Regions from separate parts of the Triticum aestivum genome. Here region 1 is linked to region 2. The links are chromatin contacts, called in public Hi-C maps. All regions are on one chromosome and are shown on one strand. The core of a region is the stretch at or near the end of the contact, and the rest is flanking DNA. Distances in the headings are between cores, read along the strand shown.

Region 1 (7,819 bases), core at 2,104-4,603, 550 kb after region 2:
TTTAACATATTTTCAAATACTTGTTCAAAACATTTTCTGAATGCTTAATTAACATTTTTCAAATGCTTGTTCAACATTTTTCAAATACATGTTCAACATTTTTTGAATGCTTGATTAACATTTTTCAAATACTTGTTCAGCATTTTTAGAATGCTTGATTAACATTTTTCAAATACTTGTTCAGCATGTTTTTTCAAATCCTTGTTCAACATTTTCCGAATGCTTGATTAACATTATTCAAATACATGTTCAACATTTTTCGAATGCTTGACTAACATTTTTTAAATACTTGTTCAATATTTTTAAAATATTCCTTGAACATTTTTCGAATGCTTGATTAAAAATTTTCAAATACTTGTTCAGCATTTTTCAAATACATATTCAACATTTTCCAAATGCTTTTTGTAGAGTGTTTTTTGTAATATATATTTATAAAATTTTAAAGTATAAACAAAATTACAAAAATAAAGCAAAAAAGGAGAACAGAAAACAAGGTTGTGGCCTCGCGCGCGCGTGTGGGCCGACTCATGTTGCCCGCCCCCTTCAGCGAGGATTCCCTCGCTCTCACAGAATGCAAGATATAGGGGCTCCCCTGCGGCACATCGTACATGCCCATCCTGATCGTTTCGGCTAGCCTGTTCGCAACGTGAGTGCCGAAAATATGTTTGTCACAGGCCGGTTTGCTTCAGAATTCAGATTGCATATTTCCGAATTTGGGTATAGAAAACGAAAACGGTTCTACATCTTCTGATCTTCAAAAATCAAGGTCCACACTCCAGGTAACACTATCATACATATGCTCTTTGTTTTGTGATCTTTTGTGCAAAAGTTTATCACATTGATAATTAATAAAATGCAGCATTAGCCAATGTACTTCAGATAGATTATTCCCTGCCGTTAGAGTTTCATACTTCACATGGATTGATAGAACTATTTTCATTCCTTCAAATTTGAAGGTACGGTCTTTTCTATTTTCTTATCTTGAGAAATGGTAACCTTAGAACTCATGTAGTGTTTGAATCATGATTTTTGTTTTGCTTATAAAGCAGGAAGGCGTTTTTCGATTGAACATGAGGTTTAGTGCTAATATTTGAGCTATTTCTAAATATTGTGCAGAATAGCACATATTTAAATGTATATAATTAAGTGAGTTATACTATTTATTCCAATTATATGATTTCCTGAACTTAGGGACCCAGTTTACATTTTGCCCTGGCCCCCCAAATTTTCGGCCTCTAATTAAAGCATGCAAACAACAATGTGTCATCTTGCTTAAGGAAATTATCCATTTTATACTCAATACTTGGATGATGCAAAGAGAATCTCAGTTAAAGAGTGAATTAATTTTTATTTATTTATTGCGAGAAAAAGAGTGAATTAATAACTATAAACGCGGGGAGGGTCTCGTTCTATGTAATTATGGACGTAATGACTATATAAGATCAGCACATTACACACAATCTAGCATGAGCACGAAATATTTCATTCTTTTTTTCACATGACTATGTTACTTGATGCACTACTTACCTTATAGAGAATTACCCTAAGTGACCTATAAACCCCGATCCAATTTTGAGCTTAATGAAACACTTCGAGTAACTTTTACTTGCACTTTTATTTTCACCTATTATTTATTCTGAAAATACAAAAATATTACCTATCACATTACAATCTTCTAATATCTTATACAACTAGCAAGGCTATCAAGGCAAAGCTTTGGATCATGAGCGGCGACCCTAAAGTTTGGTGGCCGTTGCGGCCACAAGGGCGGCTCTCCTAGACGACATGTGTGGGTTTTGTGTTGATAGTTAGGTCGGCTGGTGGTGCCCCTTCCTGTGTTGTAGCGGTTTCTGTCCGATTTTCCGTAAATAACGGAATAATTTTTTTCTTTATTAATGAAATGAGGCAAAGCTTTCAAAAATAATAAAGTCCACTGAATAACTGCGGGCTTCTTTTCCCAGTCATGGGAGGATGGAATCTCGGCCTAGTTATGCAAGAGTTGGCAAATACAAGCGGGCTTCTTTTCGTCCCTCACCCAGGCTCCTTTTTGCAAGATGTCCTATATTTTACGTTTTGCTTTTTGAAATATGCGAATTGGCGTGTTCATCGTAGGAAATCACACAAACAGGCTGGAGCAGTTGGATTCTTTGCTCTTCTCCCACGCCTCCATTCCCATGTATACGTACGAGTTTTGTTTAGATTAACCGGACAAACGGATCTAAGAGAGGAAATGGAAGCTTCTTCTGTAACGTTAGCAGGATCCAAATTAACCTGCAGCGACTCATACACGGCACAACTACACAACAAGTCAACAATCCAATGAACAGACGGCAAGACCACTAGCTAGTAGCTAATCGAAGATCGAACCCCGCACAAGCTGATCTGCATCTGCTCCGCGTGCCGGCGACCGGGCGGGCGGGAGGCTACGCGCCGCGGTTGAGCATCTCCTTGTAGTTGAGCAGCGAGTTGAGCCTCTGCAGCTGCAGCTGCTGCCGGAACTTGTTGATGAAGTCGTCCGCCCTCTCGTCCACGCACGCGGCCTCCGGCGCCCCTGCGTCCTGCCGCCTCGCCTCCGTCAGCACCGCGCGAGCCGCAGGAGCCCTCGGCGCGCGTTGCACCAGCCGTGCCGGCGCCGGCACCGGGGCGCGCTCCAGCCTCCTCACCTCCGTGACCGGCTTCTTCGCCACCTTCGCCCTGGCCGCCTTCTCCGCCTCGTTGCCCGTCTTGCTCGCCGGCTTCCTCGCGGCCGGCTCAGACCGGCTCCTGCTGTACTGCTGCGTGCTGCCCTCGTCGTCGTCGCCTCCGACGTTGCCGGCCGCGGAGTGGTTGTAGTTGTACTCGGGAGGGAAGTCGCCGGAGCGGAAGCGGTAGAGGCCGAGGGAGCGCAGGCGCTCCATCACGGACGACGTGCGCGCCAGCGGGGCCGGAGGTGGGGGAGGGGCGTACCGGTCGTCGTGGTCCTTGTGCTGGTGCTGCTGGTGGTGGCGGTCGTCGTCGCCGTGGTGGTCGTGGCGGCGGCGGTGGAAGCGGGAGGTGAGCGCGATGGTGCCGATGACGACGTTGAGGAGGAGGAAGAGCGTCGCAGGGGAGAAGTAGCCGCGGACCAGAGACCACGCCGGCGTCACGTCCGGGGCGTCCATGTAGCAGAGCTGGCGCCGCGGCGAGGATCGGTGAGGAGACGAGCGAACTGGTGCGGAGGTAGCCAAGCCAGGTAGGAGACGTCGGTGTGTTGATGCTTCGTTTGCCTGCTTGGCTGCCCGGCGAGGGAATACATATACGAGGAGAAGTCGGAGGCCACGCGGCGCGCGGAGGCCGGTGCCCGGTGGTGGAGCGTGGGAATGCCTGCTCGGGAGGGAGAAACCGTGTGTACAAGAATGCCGCCTCCTCGTGCACCCGTAGCCGACCATGGACCGTGCCAGGTTGGAGATCCCTAGACCCATGAGCTAAATTCAATGCAAGCTGCTGTGGCCCACCATTGAGCATCGCGTCGCCCCTTGCGTTTCATCATAGCACTCTAGCTCGTCAATCCACATCTCCCGATCATTGAGAGGATGTTTGGATCATTAGAAACTAGAGACTAGTGACTAGTAGTAGTCACCTTTAGTCAGTAAACCTCCAAACACTCCTAACTAGTGGGTGACTAAAACTAATTTAGTCCCTAGTCACCTCACCCCTAACTTTTACTGACTAGAGACTAGTAGTAGTCACCTTTAGTCAGTAAACCTTCAAACACCCCTGACTTTTACTGACTAAAGTCCCCCTCTCTCTTCTCTAATTGGTGTTGCACAAGGGACATTTAATACTGAGACATTTAATGTTGACTAGTAGTAGTCACCTTCCAAACAGGACCTGACTAAAAACTTCTAGTCTGACTACTACTAGTCACATGACTAGAAAGTATCCAAACACCCTCTGAGCTAGATTGACTATTTTCAAAGAGTCGACTGATTCCAGTACAGATCAACATATGCATTGTTAGACTATATGTATGTAGCCTCTGTATATACATTATATTGTACCCCTTGGTATTCTATATAATGAGATAGCCACACCCCGTTTAAGGTTTCGGCCAGTTTTCCAAATCCTATGTTTTACATGGTATCAGTTTAGGTTATGATGCCTTTCGCTGCCTCCACCGGCGCCGCCGTCGCGCCCGTTGCGCCGGCCCTTCTCCTACATCGTCGTTCCTCGCCTCGCGGCCCCTTGTGGCGGCCTATGGTGCCCTGCCGCCGCCAGGGTCCCTGATTGGATTGGGTGTCCACGGTGATCCCGCTGCCTCGACGGAGATCGCAGCGCCCTATGGTGCTCCTCCTGCGTCGACCTACGGCGTCGGCCCTCCTTCGTGTGGCGCCCCTGCGTCGGCCCATGGTGGACCGCCGCCGCCGTCGTCCTGGCCGGTGCCGCCCTACGGCGTGCCGCCCCCTCGGCAACCCTACGGTGCGCCGCCGCCGCAACCCTACTCGGCGCCTCCGCGGCACCCCTACACGGCGCTGCCACCTCAACTCTACCCGGCGCCATCGTAGCCGCCCCATGGGGCCGCGGCCGCCTCGCCGTATGGGGCCCCGGTCGCGACGAACTACGGCGCCCTAGCGGCTGGTTCCCCTGGCCCCTACCCACCATATTCGGTGCCTGCTGCTCATTGCGAGACGGCTCCGTCGATGGGCCTTTACGCACTGACGCACGCTCATGCTGATCAGGCGGCAGTGTCGTCGCCGTTTTACTTCTCGCATCTGCTGCCCGTGAAGCTTGCGCCGGACAACTACTTGTCGTGGCGTGCTCAGGTGTTGCCTCTTCTGCGGAGCCGCTACTTGGAGGGCTATCTTGACGGATCCATTCCGTGTCCGCCTCCTCATCATCCGGCGTACCACACATGGGTGGCCCAGGATCAGGCCATCCTCTCCGCTATCCAGTCTTCGCTCACTCCGAGCGTTTTGTCGTTGGTCATCTTCGCCGCTACGTCCCGGGAGGCGTGGGCGGCGCTTCACGCTAGCTTTGCCTCCCAGTCTCAGGCGCATGCTCATTCTATACGCACCGAGCTGGGCGAGACCAAGCTTGGCAACCTCAGCATCACGGACTACTTTAACAAGATGACCGGCCTCGTTGACACGTTGGCCTCCGTTGGTCAGCCGCTTCAGGATGAGGACTTCACCAGCTTTGTGCTTAACGGGCTTGATGATGACTATGACAATCTCATTGAGAACGTCCATGGTCGTGATGATCCGCTCCCGCCTCGCGAGCTCTATGCGCGCCTTCTCGACCGTGAACAGCGCATCAAGGCGCGTCGTGTCTCCCCGAGCTTCGCCTCCGCCAACGCCGCGACTCGCGGCAAACCCCAGAAGCCGTTGCCGCTTGGTGGTAAAACAGCGGCCTCGCCTCAGTCGGCTCCGCAGGGTGCGGTGCCTTCCATCACCGGCGGCAACCGTCCGGTTGTGTGTTGTCCCTGTTGCGGTGCTCAGCAAGCAGTTGTGTGGTATTGAGCGCCACATTACCTCCCGCTGTCATCGTCGCTTCAAGCAAGATTTTCTAGGCCTAGGAAACAATGGCAAAGGGAATGATAAGCAGGTTGCTGCCGCGGTGATGAGTCATGATCACGGCCACACTCCGTCCTACTCCATTGATCCTACGTGGTATATGGACACGGGAGCTACCAACCACCTCGCCAGCGAGACGGGCAAGCTCTCTACTCAGGAACCATATCGTGGCCATGATCAGGTGCACACGGCCAATGGAGCAGGTATGCGCATCTCCCATGTTGGTCAGGCCTCTCTCCTTGCATGCAATTTTCGCAAACTGCATCTTTCAAACGTTCTTCGAGTTCCCTCTGCTACGCATAGTTTCTTGTCTATTCCTCAACTTACTCATGATGATAATGTCCTTGCTGAGTTTCATCCTTTTTGTTTCTTTATCAAGGACCGGTACACGAGGGACGTTCTGCTTAGCGGTCGTCTTCGCCATGGCCTATATGCACTTGACTCGCCGCCCACACCTTCCATGCAGTCTTCTCCTCAGGTGTTCAGCGGTGTTCGTGTGTCACCTACGCACTGGCATGCGCGCCTTGGTCACCCTGTTGCTTCTATAGTTCGTCATGTGTTGCATCGGCATGAACTACTAGTTGTGTCCAATAAAACTGCTGAAACTATCTGTGATGCCTATCAGTAGGGCAAGAGTCGTCAACTTCCGTTTTCAGAGTCTAGTCGTGTTGTGAAACATACTCTTGAGCTTGTGTTTTCTGATATATGGGGTCATGCCCAAACATCTGTTAGTGGTCACAATTATTATGTCAGTTTTATTGATGCTTATAGTCGGTTTACTTGGCTGTATCTTATTAAGTGCAAGTCTGATGTGTTCGATGTTTTCATTTAGTTTCAAGCACACATTGAGTGTCTCCTTAAGCAGAAAATCATTCATGTTCAATCCGATTGGGGGGTGAATACCACAACCTCAACTTGTTTTTTAACAAACTTGGGATTTCGCATCGTGTGTCTTGTCCTCATACACATCAGTAGAATGGAACCACTAAACGTAAGCATCGTCACCTTGTAGAAACTGGCATTACCTTGCTCGCTCATGCCTCCGTTCCGTTCCGGTTCTGGAGTGATGCTTTTTCCACAACCTGTTTTTTGATAAATAGGCTTCCCTTATGACTTCTGAAAATGCAAACCCCGCTTGAACTCTTGCTCAATGAACTTCCAGACTACACATTCCTCAAGGTGTTCGGGTGTGCGTGTTGGCCTCACCTACGTCCGTATAACAAGCATAAGCTAAAGTTCCGGTCTAAGAAATGTGTTTTTCTCGGGTATAGTTCCCTTCACAAAGGGTATAAGTGACTACATGTTCCCACAAATCGCGTCTACATATCTCATGAAGTTGTATTTGATGAAAATGTGTTCCCCTTTCGTGCACTTCCGGCGAACTCTACCACTCCTACACCACTTGTTCACACGTCCATACCTTCGCCTGGTCAATTTGTGGATGTTGCATATGCTCCTGTGTTGCTTCCTAATCATGTTGCAGGTATTGGACGCGTCCCTCGCCTCGAGCTCCTCGATGAACAAGCGACGGATGAAGCTCGTGACCGGGACGTTGCACCCATGCATGGGCCATGCATGTCGGGTGGCGCCCGTCAACCCGCCACCACTCCGCCCGTGGAGGCTGCCCCGCGGGCGCTGGTCTCGCCCGACCCGACGATGGCCTCGCTCGACCTGCTGGTCGCCTCGCCTAGGCCGGTTGCCGCCTCGCCCGGCCCGACGACGACCTCGCCAGACCTGGTGGTCCCTCCGCCTGGGCCAATTGCCGCTTCGCCTGGCCCAGAGGTCTAGTCGCCTGCACCGGCAGGTCCCGTCTCGGCCTCCAGTGGGCTGGCCTCGCCCAGCTCGACGCCACCGGCCTCCCCGGCGCTAGGGAGTTCTAGCGCGAGATCGTTGGGTGCCTTAGCCTCGTGGCTGTCACATGTGCCGAACCCGGCGTTGCCATCACAGCCTATTGCAGTTGCCCTTCGTCCTCGAACACGCAGTCAATCTGGTATTTTTCGTCCAAAGGAACGAAAGGATGGGACTGTCGCATGGCTCGCTGCTTGCATGGCTCATACTGTTGCCGACCCGACTGCAGAGCCTCGTCACTTACAGGCTGCACTGAGCATTCCTCACTGGCGTGCTGCAATGGAACAGGAGTTTCAGGCTTTACAAAAAAATAATACTTGGCAACTTGTTCCTCCAGTGTCTGGCGTCAACGTAATTGATTCCAAGTGGGTTTTTAAAGTCAAGAGACGTGTTGATGGTTCTATAGAACGCTACAAGGCGCGGCTAGTCGCTAAGGGTTT
Region 2 (7,656 bases), core at 1,712-4,211:
ATGATTCGCTGGCCATCCCAAGAGGATACGGATTAACATATAGAGTTGCCTACTGCAAGCATCACGCATTGATGGCTACAGCACCCAGAATGATAAATGAACAATAATGGGCCAACAACGTGTGATGCCATATTAGGTAGATATTTTTTTCCCATCAAACTCATCCAAAACTAATCACTTCGAGTGTGTGTAGAACATTTTAGTACGGGGGAGAAAGGTTTGGATGGTCCATAGAAAAGTTCACATATCAGTGTACAAGCCTGGTTGATGGAGCAAACAGCCCTCAACAGTTAGTTATTTCAGCTTCAGCTTCATTATAATTATTTCTGGCTACTTCTGAGAGTTATCCAAATAATTTTAATAGATAAATACTGTGGGCATCAAATACTTGTTTTGGCTTTATATATACCTCCAAGATATTATCAGTCTTCTCTTTACGCTTTACTAGCCCAGCCTGACGGCAAATCTGAGCAGCAATTTCATTGTGTGGCAGACCTGCAGCGGAGAACAGAGGGATCTTCTGACCACGAGCGATAGAATTCATGACATCAATTGTAGATATGCCAGTCTGAATCATTTCTTCAGGGTATGTCCGTTCGCTGGGATTGATAGAACTTCCTGTATGAGATTAATAACAAAACAATTCTGAATCAAATTGTATGTAGCCTGAAATCTTCTGCATATTTGAACCCAGCTAACTCTTACCAGAAATATCCAGGTATGCCTCTGGTAAAATTGGTGGGCCATTATCTATAGGTTTCCCAGAACCATTGAAAATGCGTCCAAGCATATCCAGTGACACTGGAGTTTTTAGAACCTTTAAAATGCAAAAAAAAAAGAGATATAAATGAGCAAAAATGCAAACAAATTTTCTTTCAAAAAATTTAAGCAATAGCACAAAGACCACTCAACCGTAGACGATTAAACAGAAAAATATCCATTGACACCAATTTATGAGTAGTGCAAAAGAGCATCTTAACTGCTACATGTGAGCGCAAGTCTCAGGGGAAATCAATATTACCTCACCAGTGAATTGCACAGTTGTATATTTGTTGTCAATACCGGAAGTTCCCTCAAAAACCTGCGAGTGATTTTCTCAAGTTTCATGAACAATGAAAGAAAGGCAGGTAGAAAAGGAAAAACTGTACATTCACATATAATCGGAGTTTGAATTCATCTCAATGTCGGAGGTGAACTGAAGACGATGAAAAGACAAAGACAACTAACTGTCAAATGATGCTTAAATTGAGATAATGTGATAGGAATATTGCATAATTGTTTCCAGTATGACCAAGAAAGTTATGACTACAGACAGCAAATGATCTTAGTTTTGGAGGTTTTCTAACACATGAGATAAACCATATAAGGCATCTCTGTTTCCAATGAAAATATACCATAAATAGATTTGAATAAAAGATCCCATCAATAGGCGATGAATTGAAAACTTCTGAACAAAAGTAATGTGTTCTTCATTTTTCGTGCCGCTATGACTATCACACTAATATATATACCTGAACCACAGCTTTCTCTCCATCAACTTCAAGCACCTGACCACGCCTAGTTGTGCCATCTCCCAATCGTATGTTGACGATTTCTTGGTATTTAGGCCCCTAAAATGACAGCTTCAGGATCAAAAAATATTATCAATTAAATCACGAAAAAACAGTGTGAAATGAGTATACCTTCACTTTATCAAGAATCACAAGAGGACCAGCAACTCCAGAAACTGTCCTGTACTCTGCAATACAAAGAGAACTGTTAGAAAGTGTGCATTATCTTTACCAGATTATCAGTGATGTGAAGATACTCATATGGAGATAAATAGAAAATCCATACCCATCCCGATCTCAAGGGTTCCTTCCTCCATGTCGACATTGCCATTTGCAACCACCATGTTTTTGAAATCTAGAGGAAGCCTGATATACCAACATTAACAGAGTAGACTAAGTTAACAAAATGCATTGCAAACCAAAGAAATCCCTAGAAGACTATCATATGCTAATTCAATTAGTAAAATTGCTTATTGACGGTTGTATCTTTTCATTTCACACAGTGCTCTAGGGAAATTGATTAATAAAGCTGTCGGGCATATAAAACACTGGAGTCATGATCTAATACACCTGTCAGTTAAATCGTGTACTCTGGGAAGTATAAGCTAGATAATACTGTTTGAATAAAAAATATCAACAATATCCTGACAAAGTTAAGCTTTCGATTACATGGGGAACATAGAAGCCAATTATGAAGTGCCGCTTACTGGAAAATGGTACTTCAGAAACAAAGGTTAACTCGACATCACTAGCTCGAATTTCACATACATGAGAAATAGTTTTTACGCACCGAGCTCAGTAAAAGGCACAGTTTCAGAACACCAAACCAAACACAAAAAGCTAGCAAAATCTCGGCCTTACATTGGTTGTTCCTAGAGACAACACACCCTGACAAATCCGTCCCTCCCTCACCTTGTCGTTGACTAGTCTACATACTTCTACATCGGTTGATCCGATGACCGAACTCCAGACCAGAGACATCACAAACTGCACGCGCGGGCGCGAGCAGAGCACAAGAGGAAGATAAAGAACCGGGCGAAAAATGTACGAAAGCCTGAAAACCTGCGCACAGCGGAGCCGATTTGCAACACAGAATCGCAACCCGGTGCCACCGGCCTGCTCGTTCCTACGAGCAACTCAAATGAGCAAATCTCTAGCGCGCGCGCAAGCTTAAGCGTGCCGAACCGATCGAGCGCGGAGGAGGAGGACGAGGGTGGAGGGCGAGATCCGAGCAGCGGGCGCGTACCTCGGATTCGATCGGAAGCGCAGGCCGCGGCGGAGCTTGGCTGTCGCCTGTGGGGGGCTTCAAAGGATCGCCCACGATGTGTCGTTCCCCCGGGCTGTGGCGATGCGATTTGATTTTGATTAGCGGCTTTGTCTAGCGACGTTCTCTGATCCGGGATCTGGTAAGATCTGGGCCGTCCGCGTGGTGCGATAGGTTGTAGTGGACGGTGCAGATCGACGCGATCTAGCTGCTGGAGTGGGTCCCGCCGAGGGGAAGCTCCTGGAGTAGAAGTCGAGCGGGTCACGTTGCCCACGTGTAGCAGAGCTGTCGGGAAGACCGGAAAGGATTCCTTCCTTCTTGATTCAGGCCTATTCAGGTTTTTCTTTTCTTTTTTCCGAAAAACTCTGGCAAGTTTTAACTGACTGATATAATAAGTTTACAGAAATCAGTGCATGATCATACGGCCCAATCAGTTAAGTATGGCATCCTGTAAATCAAATTTATCCAAATTGTGGGCTTCAAAATTGGCATGCCTTCCTGGATGGATATAAAAGCACTCTTCATAGTCTTCGAGCAAGCATTTATCGCATTTATCTCCGCATGATTGCACCATGAACATAAACCACGACAAGAGTTATGGAACGGAAGCAGTCGTGATCATTAAACATTGTCGCCGCAATTCCCACTTCTGGGGTATCTTCATTCAAAATGTTGATAAGCTCCATGTGTGAACTGACGACAATTCTATCGTAGCCCGAAGATTCGGCAAGTAACAAACCTTCTTGAGCGCAAATGCTTGAGCTGGTAGGACATTATGAACTAGTGCTATATTTGAATCCTTTGCGACAATAAACTTTTCTTTCTTGTCACGGACAACAATTCCAATGGTTCCCTTCAGATTGTCTTCATCGAAAGAAGCACCGACGTGAACCTTGACGAGATCTACAGGGGTGGTGACCAAGAACACTTCCTTACCCTAGGGTCTTGGCTACCTACTGCTATAAATTTTGCCGCCAACCGTGATGACCAAGAACATTTCATTACCCTGGTGTAGTTCTTCAGTTCAATGATGTGGTGTGTGGTGCCCTGAATAAAAAATGTAGCCCATGAAGAATACATGGTGCAAGAGGATAAAGGGGTTTTGTTTTATGAATGTCGACAGAGCTTTTGACGTGTAGTCCGGAATAGGATCAACATGCTTGCATAAAAAAATGACAGGGCCCAATTTATTGCACAAAGTTGTCCTCTGATAGTAACTTTGGGCAGGGTCCATTTAGCAAATCAATTGGGATGCCATATGTTGGGGAACACAGTAATTTCAAAAAAAAAATCTATGATCATGCAAGATCTATCTAGGTGATGCATAGTAACGGGGGAAAGTGTGTCCACGTATCCTCGTAGACCAAAAGCGGAAGCATTATGTAACACGGTTGATGTAGTCGAACATCTTCGCGATCCAACCGATCAAGTACCAAACGCACGGCACCTCCGCGATCTGCACACATTCAGCTCGGTGACGTCCCTCGAACTCTAGATCCAGCTGAGGCCGAGGGAGAGTTCTGTCAATACGACGGCGTGGTGACGGTGATGATGAAGTTACCGGTGCCAGGGTTTCGCCTAAGCACTACGACGATATGACCGAGGTGGAAATCTGTGGAGGGGGGTACCGCACACGGCTAAAAGATGAACTTGATCAACTTGTGTATCCTTGGGATGCTTCCCTCCCCCATATATAAAGGAGGGAGGGAGGAGGCGGGCGGCCTAGGGGGCGCGCCAAGCATAGGGAGTCCTACTAGGATTCCCAAGTCCTAGTAGGATTCCCTTTCCTATTCGGAGTAGGAGAGAAGGAAAGAGAGAGAGAGGGAGAAGGAAAGGGGGCTGCGCCCCCACCCCTTGTCCAATTCAGTTTGGGCAGGGGGGAGGCGCGCGCCACCTCTTGGCCCTTCTCCCCTCTCTCCACTAAAGCCCAATAAGGCCCATTACTTCTCCCGGTGAATTCTCGTAAATCCCCGGTACTCCGAAAAATACCAGAATCACTCGGAACCTTTCCGATGTCCGAATATAGCCTTCCAATATATCGATCTTTATGTCTTGACCATTTCGAGACTCCTTGTCATGTCCGCGATCTCATCTGGGACTCCGAACAAACTTCGGTCATCAAAACACATAACTCATAATACATATCGTCATCGAACGTTAAGCGTGCGGACCCTATGGGTTCGATGTTAGAAGGGATTAGAGAGGAATTTGTGGAATTGTTCGTTGTATTGCTTGAGCCTCGTGGGCATATATATAGGAGTACATGATTGATACGTCTCCGTTATATCTACTTTTCCAAACACTTTTGCCCTTGTTTTGGACTCTAACTTGTATGATTTGAATGGAACTAACCCGGACTGACGCTGTTTTCAGCAGAATTGCCATGGTGTTGTTTTTGTGCAGAAAATAAAAGTTCTCGGAATGACCTGAAACTCCACGGAATGTCTTAGGATAATTAATAAAAAATCCTCGCAAAAGATGAAGACCAGGGGGCCCACACCCTGTCCATGAGGGTGGGGGGCGCCCCTCCTGGGCGTGCCCCCCTACCTCGTGGGCCTCCTGGTGGCCCTCCGATGCCAACTCCAACTCCATATATTGGCTTTCAGGGAGAAAAAAATCAGAGAGAAGAAATCATCGCGTTTTACGATACGGAGCCGCCGCCAAGCCCTAATCTCTCTTGGGAGGGCTGATCTGGAGTCGTTCGGGGCTCCGGAGAGGGGGATTCGTCGCCGTCGTCATCATCAACCATCCTCCATCTCCAATTTCATGATGCTCACCGCCGTGCGTGAGTAATTTCATTGTAGGCTTGCTGGACGGTGATGAGTTGGATGAGATTTATCATGTAATCGAGTTAGTTTTGTTAGGGTTTGATCCCTAGTATCCACTATGTTCTGAGATTGATGTTGCTATGACTTTGCTATGCTTAATGCTTGTCACTAGGGCCCGAGTGCCATGATTTCAGATCTGAACCTATTATGTTTTCATGAATATATGTGAGTTCTTGATCCTATCTTGCAAGTCTATAGTCACCTACTATGTGTTATGATCCGGCAACCCCGAAGTGACAATAATCGGAACCACTCCCGGTGATGACCATAGTTTGAGGAGTTCATGTATTCACTATGTGCTAATGCTTTGTTCCGGTTCTCTATTAAAAGGAGGCCTTAATATCCCTTAGTTTCCAATAGGACCCCGCTGCCACGGGAGGGTAGGACAAAAGATGTCATGCAAGTTCTTTTCCATAAGCACGTATGACTATATTCGGAATACATGCCTACATTACATTGATGAACTGGAGCTAGTTCTGTGTCACCCTATGTTATGACTGTTACATGATGAACCACATCCGGCATAATTATCCATCATTGATCCGGTGCCTACGAGTTTTCCATATACTGGTTCTCGCTTATTTACTTTTCCGTTGTTACTGTTACAATCACTACAAAATACCAAAAACATTACTTTTGCTGTCTTTACTTTTGTTACCATTACCACCACTATCATATTACTTTGCTACTAAACACCTTGCTGCAGATACTAAGTTTCCAGGTGTGGTTGAATTGACAACTCAGCTGCTAATACTTGAGAATATTCTTTGGCTCCCCTTGTGTCGAATCAACAAATTTGGGTTGAATACTCTACCCTCGAAAACTGTTGTGATCTCCTATACTTGTGGCTTATCAAGACCTTTTTCTGCCGCTGTTGCCGGGGAGCATAGCTCTATTCTTTGAGTCACTTGGGATTTATATCTGCTGGACACTATGAAGAACTTGAAAGACGCTAAGACCAAGATTTTACGCTCAACTACGAGGGGAGGTAAGGAACTGCCATCTAGCTCTGCACTAGATTCTTCTTCTATTATAAGTAAGCTTGCGACACCTAAACCTGCTACTGCTATGAATTCTGATATGCTGCATGTTATTGATGCCACTTCTGCTATGCATGATACTTGTGATGAAACCACTTCTATGCTTGATACTACTGTGCCCCTTGGTGAATTTCTTGATGAGCAAATTGCTAGGTCTAGAGAAAGAGAAATTATTACACCTGAATACAATGATGAGAGTGATGATGAAAATATGCCTCCTATTCCTGAAGGTTATCTTTTTGATGTAGAATCTTCTGCCGCTATTTTTGCTTGCCAGGATAGATATGAACTTAAGAGGTTGCTAGTTAAATGGAGTAAAGAATCTCTTAGAGATAGAATGAGACCCGACCCTGCTTTTGCTACTTCACCTATTTGTGTTCCCGATAAGGATTATTATGATTTTTCTGTTGATCCAGATATAATTACTTTGGTTGAATCTGATCCTTTCTATGGCTATGAATCTGAAACTGTTGTGGCACATCTTACTAAGTTGAATGATATAGCTGCCCTGTTTACTAATAATGGGAGATCGCGCTATCTTTATTTACTGAAAATATTTCCGTTCTCATTAAAGGGTGATGCTAAGATATGGTTTAATTCCCTTGATCCTGGTTGTGTGCAAAGTCCCCAGGATATGATTTATTACTTCTCTGCTAAATATTTCCCTGCTCATAAGAAACAAGCAGCCTTGAGGGAAATATATAACTTTGTGCAAATTGAAGAAGAGAGTCTCCCACAAGCTTGGGGGAGGCTTCTCAAGTTACTTAATGCTTTGCCTGATCATCCTCTTAAGAAACCTGAAATACTTGATATCTTTTATAATGGACTAACCGATGCTTCCAGAGATTACCTGGATAGTTGTGCTGGTTCTCTTTTCAGGGAAAGAACACCGGATGAAGCGGAAATTCTATTGAACAATATGTTGACAAATGAAAATAATTGGGCACCTCCCGAGCCCCTAGCATTTCTGAGCC

The links. A called contact is a pair of places that touch in the nucleus more often than the background predicts.
Region 1: a contact with region 2 is called in a Hi-C map of leaf, with 2.8 times the contacts expected there. The contact joins the promoter of LOC123065533 here to the promoter of LOC123070377 in region 2. A contact is called at or near these places in 2 of 5 Hi-C or Micro-C datasets (both in leaf).

Annotation. Positions count from the first base shown.
Region 1 is chr3B:463,435,785-463,443,603 of IWGSC CS RefSeq v2.1, forward strand. It overlaps LOC123065533 (pathogen-associated molecular patterns-induced protein A70-like), which reads right to left and starts at 3,354. Exons shown (of 1, transcript XM_044488792.1): 1 at 2,195-3,354. The coding sequence starts at 3,140. The coding sequence ends at 2,424.
Region 2 is chr3B:462,889,492-462,897,147 of IWGSC CS RefSeq v2.1, forward strand. It overlaps LOC123070377 (V-type proton ATPase subunit B 2), which reads right to left and starts at 2,962. Exons shown (of 15, transcript XM_044493571.1): 1 at 2,797-2,962; 2 at 1,837-1,916; 3 at 1,683-1,738; 4 at 1,512-1,610; 5 at 1,022-1,081; 6 at 706-817; 7 at 410-618. The coding sequence starts at 1,894.